2 separate regions of the Dromaius novaehollandiae genome follow, and region 1 is linked to region 2. A link is a contact called in public Hi-C data. All regions are on one chromosome and are shown on one strand. Each heading gives the region's core, a stretch centred on a gene start, on an enhancer-like site or on the middle of the called end of the contact. The rest is flanking DNA. Distances are from core to core; before and after follow the strand shown. Region 1 holds the start of DAZL (deleted in azoospermia like). Region 2 overlaps TBC1D5 (TBC1 domain family member 5).

What was found. A called contact is a pair of places that touch in the nucleus more often than the background predicts.
Region 1: a contact with region 2 is called in a Hi-C map of liver, with 5 times the contacts expected there. The contact joins the promoter of DAZL here to the enhancer-like site in region 2. A contact is called at or near these places in 2 of 4 Hi-C or Micro-C datasets (brain and liver).

Annotation. Positions count from the first base shown.
Region 1 is chr2:35,871,579-35,874,278 of bDroNov1.hap1, forward strand. It overlaps DAZL (deleted in azoospermia like), which reads left to right and starts at 1,322. Exons shown (of 12, transcript XM_064505457.1): 1 at 1,322-1,363; 2 at 1,967-2,056. The coding sequence starts at 1,322. All of the region lies in intron 1 of PLCL2 (phospholipase C like 2), which reads right to left.
Region 2 is chr2:35,669,933-35,672,632 of bDroNov1.hap1, forward strand. The region is part of intron 17 of TBC1D5 (TBC1 domain family member 5); the gene reads left to right. Among named protein-coding and RNA genes, the nearest start is that of DAZL, 200 kb to the right of the region's middle. Within about 2 kb of position 1,434, at least 2 of the 2 cell types and tissues checked have open chromatin away from gene starts, as enhancers often do.

The DNA of each region.
Region 1 (2,700 bases), core at 72-2,571, 200 kb after region 2:
GAAACACACAAAACAACCCAAAGTCCTGCGCCCGGCCTCACCCCCTTCCTGGGGGGCTTTGAGGGGTCCCCCCTCCGCTCAGAGCGGCACTGCTGCTTGCCAGGCGCACCGCGGCTCAACGCGGCTCGCTTGAAGCGCGCGGCAAGTCCTGCTCGTCCCTCCCCGCGGGGCGCCAGGCGCCCCACGCCGCGCACCTCAGCCGTCCGCCCCGGGCGGCCCGGCAGCGGCTCCGCGGCGGGAGGCGGTAACGGCGGTCGCGGGGGCGGGCGGGGGCCCAACGGCCGTTCCCGCGCGCCGCGGCAGGGGGAAGGGGCGGGGCCGGCGCCTCGCGCCTCGGCCCGCGGCGGAGGCGATTCGCGGGTGTCTGGTGCGCTTGTTTGCCCCCAAAATGTGGCTGTAAGACACGCAGAGGCCAGCTTGTGTGGGGGGAACAGTATAAGGAGTTGCGTGTGTGTATCGTCTATCTCCAGATCCGGTTGGATTTTGCAGTAGCTTCATGTTTTGCGGTTAGATTGAATAAAGGAAAATTAAACACCACAGTTTGAGCAGTTGGCCCTCTGAGTGAAATTCAGATACCTGAGTCAGATGGCAGGGCTCTATATTCAGGGCATGGGCAAAAGGGGGAATCAGAGAATCGGGAGTCAGAAGAGCCGCGCGGATCAGGGAGACACCTAAGACAGCACAGTGCCTGACCCCAGGCTTTCAACTGGAGTGCTTAATACAGTCAAAAATGGAAGCACTACGCTTTTTATTTAGGTTCTCCGCATTGCCCTCTGGAGACCGCTGACTCTATCAGGGATAAGACATCTATCTTAGATGCTTAAAATAAGATGGTATAAATACCCCCCTTTGATGTGCTGATGCACGGAGTCACGCAGTGGAAACACTGCGGAGATGAGTCCGCTTTCAGCCCAGTTCCCCGGCTCCAGGGCCCTTCCCAAGACTGCGGAGGAGGAGTGTCTCAGCGCGCGGCCCACAGCACTTCCACCTCCTCCTCCAGGGCGCCGAGGGGCCGCTCGCTCCTCTGGTCTGACGCCCCGGGAGCTGTAACTGTGATGCCTCCTTCTGCAGCTGTTCAGTGCCAGGACCACTTGGGGTGTGAGAGCCCTCATTTCTATCTCCTTTTTTTGCTGAGGGGACTCAAATACATGTCCCTGCTACCAATAGACAGCCACCAACTCACAGGGTATTTTTGGTGAGAGCATTTTCCCACAGAGGCTGTGCCACACGCACTGTAAAAGGGAATTCAAGAGACACTGGGCCAGAAAGAAGTGGGAATGTGACTGCAGTTGAGTGGTAATCTGTTCATGAGTGTTACTAAATGACGGTCTTGGCAGCAAGGAAGGGACCAAACACCCCTGAGGTGAGAGGGCTAACTACTAGGATACAGAGACTCACTTTCCTTTCCTTGGGCTGTGTTTTGTATCATGGGAGTGCCTCACCACTCCCAAAGAACAAATCTGCTTAAGGTGCTTAATAATTACATACTATAAATCATTAATCTCCCGTCCATGACTTGAAGGCAATATATCGCCTACAAGTCCTGACAGTGTTGTTTGTCACCATAGGAAGAGGGACCATGAAGTACGATCCAGCTTGGAGGAACATATGATCCTATTTATAGGATATTACTTACTCAGTATCATTTATCAGGGTCAGTCAAGGTCAAGGAAGTCCAGAACCTGGCACGGCTACATCACGCGTGCATATGGTGCCTAACTGTAATCAAATTATTAACATTGCTAAAGTGAATGAAAATGTAAACATTTGCAGGATCTGAACTATAAACTGTAAAGGACAGTGATATTAAACTTAAGATCTGAAATAGCCAAAGTTTATGTTTGTGATGAGCTAGAGAGACAGTCATTTTACCATTTGTCCTCCTCTGAATATCTGCTTTTGCCTGACCATTTAAGTGGGAAAAGGGTCTTCACTGTTAAATGAACTTCTGGTATTGTACCTGCAGGTGTACACATCACAAACCATCCCTGCTGGAGATTCTTTGTCATTAGCATCATCACCATTTCTTCTGGAGGATAAGATTTACAAGCAACAGGTAAAAAATGTTATTAGAATCATCTGTCACAGAGCATTGTGAGGAAGAAGATACACGTTTTCAGCCATTTAGCTACTTAAGATGCACGTTACTAAGCCACCAATTTTCAGGCCTTTAGCGAGATGTGAACAATCCTTTCTCAAGGAAAAAAATAAAGCTTCTATTTCCCGCTCTACTTATCTGTCCAACCTGTACAGAAACAGGATAACTCCACCGAACAAAAAAAGTCAGTTAACTTTAGCCTTGGCAGTTCTTTAGTTAAGGACATTGTCGGACTTTTTTGAGTGGAAAGCTGTAGATACATGTCTCCTAAAGCCTTCTGGCCATAAAAGTGATGATTTCATACAAAAGGACTGATAAAACTTCCAAACCTCATCTTAAATCTGCAAGTCAGTATAATAGTACTGGCATTATGCTTATTCTGCCCCATAGATGCTTAAGTACTGATAAAGACGTGGGTATCAGATACTAAACTAGAAAGGCTGTGCAGGCTGATGGCGGTAGCAAATGATTTTTTCACCAGTTCTGAGATTTCTTCCATGACTCTTCATTCCCTGATTTTTATTATTGCCCCATTCTGTTTTACCAAATGCCCTTACTTTACTAAAGTGTTTATTCAGGGGCATTTTGAATTAAGTTAAAAA
Region 2 (2,700 bases), core at 184-2,683:
AAAACTCAATTGCAAGCCTGTAATTCCAGATCAGTCTTCACCATTACAAATCATAGTTGAACGAAGTATCTGGACACCTAATTAGAAATCAGCTTCTCCTAATAATGTATAATATAATATAATATATGTATAATCCTATTTAGCCTGTCCTAAGCACAGAAGGAGATTGGGTATCATTACTGATTACTTATGCAAGGTAGTCTGCAAATACAAAAGGGATTAAAATAGTCTCTCGATCCTACACAGTGAAAGAATTCACTGACACGAAGGTTAAATTCAAACCTTGAGTTCACTGGACTGTAAGTTGAGCCCGTTGTTTTGAAAGACCAAAAAAAGCAAAATTGTTGCCCTTTGCAGTCCATAGGTTTCTTGAGTGCTCAGGAACTGCATATTGTTTGCTTACCAACAGGCAATGTGTTGCTAGAAAAAAAAACTTTCCTCCTTCGTTTCTTCGCTGTGATGTTGACTCTACCCCATTTCTGTATTATTCAAACAATAATACAAGATACAGTTTTCCTTCTAGATCCTTTCATTTGATTTGAATGCCACTTTATCACAAGGACATGTTAGAGGACCAGTTTCAAAAAGAAGTTCTGCCAAAGCTGTCGTCAGCTGCTTAGGGAGTATCCAGACTACCGTCTGCTGTTATCAGTAGATATTTCTGAGGTATTTGTTGTAACACAAATTGAATTTTCAGTCACCGAATATGCCCTAAAAAATGCATTCCATATTGAGAATTATTTATGAACTGTCTGTCTAGAAAACAAGTAAGCTTCTTCTGAAGGAAAAAAGAAGTTGTCCATACTGATAGCAGCAATAAGTAATAATGAATAACATAAAATACTGACCAAGATATTTTTTTTCCTTTTTTTTAAATATAACTATGCATAGTCTTAGCTAATTATGAAATGTTACCAAGAGTAAGTAGAATATGATACTCCTAAATCAGAATGGTTCTGTCAGGGTGAAGTACCAGGAGCAAAATGTTTTTGATTGTTTGTTTTAGCTCAGACTTTTATATAAATCAGCCTCCGAAAAGCACTACTTTTTTCTCTGTGGATATGGCATATAATACGGTGATCCTTAAAACTTCCCGTTCGTTTCTGCCTAATCTTACACAGCTGTCTCACAAGATCCCCTGTGTTGGAATCGGCATCTTGCAGCAAAAGTAGAAGTTACAGGTCTTTACTTCAATGATTTCTGTTTGTTGGAAAAACCTTCTAATGTGTTTATTTGTTCACCAGGAGATGTAGTTACGGGCAGCGATGCTCAGGTGCCTGGCCCTGCGCCACATCCCCCAGCCCAACCAGGTACGGCTGCTGTGGCAGCGGGGAGCATTTCGGAGCCAGCGGCATCGGCCACCCAGTGTCTCTCATGGGGGGTTTCCATCTCCAGCTCACTGCCATTGTCCATCCACCGAGCGGCACTGTTGTGTAGAAAACAAAAAAAGCAGCTTCACTTCTTCCCTCCCTGGCTCTGAGGAGTGTGGCTGAGACTCCCCCATTGCCTTCCTTGTCTGCCAGCATCCGTCTTTGTTAAAAACCTGTGTTCTCCGTGTAGTTTGTGCTCAACTTCACACTTTGTCACGTGTGGCCCTCTGACCATGAGTGTCGCTTTTAGTTGCAGAGCTTCCCCGCGGTTGCATTCGAGGCAGGTATTTTGGGCTGAGCATCTGCTTTTATGCTCTTAACTAAAGAGGAGCTAAGGTGCCTCAGTCTGCAATACTAACGCACGTGTATTTGCGCGATGAGTTGGTTTAAATAAATAAAAGCATACCTGTGATGCAAGCCTTCCTTCCAGTTTCAGTGTAGGGAAAAAAGGAGAAACTGTAATTTGTCTGAAGTTTAAAAGTTTTATAAAAATCGTACCATTTTTTTTGCAAACTTTAACACTCTGCATCCTGACTATGGCAAATACAGAGTAACAGATCAGCAGATCTGAGTGGTCTTGAATTACAGCCTGTGCCTGACTTGTTCCTTTTGGTATCTTGTCCTTCACTGTCCTTCAGCTGTGAAAGCTGTTCTTTTCCCCTGGAAGGGCTGAACTGGGGGTCAGCCTCAGTTTGGTGTGTTTTTGTCCGTGTCTTTGTCTGACTCAGATGACCTAGATTTTAGCAGAGGCCTCCAGAGGCCCCTGCAACTTAATGTGAACCTAGTAAGACCTACAGCTGTTTTTTCTTTTTTCTAATTCTTCCCCCCCCCCCTTGTCAACATCTTTTACTTTATCCTCATTATAGATCACATTAAATTTAAACCTTCCTTGTTTCCAAGAGCCGGCCTACCCCACCCCTGCCCTGCCAGCAGTACCACCAGTTCAGTTCTTTTCCCACTACCACATCTGTTGTGCGTTTTCCAAATGGTTTTGATGCAGCCTTTGTAACCCTGGGGTCAGGCAGAGCCCCAGCAACCTTTAGCAATAGGCAAGTAGTGAGCCAGCTAGAAGCCAGCACATGGAGTGATGCTGCTCCTTTCTGTCTCAGAAGGATATATATTTTTAGCGCACCAAATACTGGGAATTGTTGCTGTGAACTATTTTTGTGTGCATAATACATTGTTTAAGACATCCTATGTGGTATTGTGTGCTGGTGACTTACCTCAGGAGTCCTTAGCTTTTTGTTCGGTGTTCCTTAGAGGCATTTATTCCATTTTCATATTTGCATTTTTTCAGCCTGTTTTGTATAGGCTTTAGGACCCTCTGGTT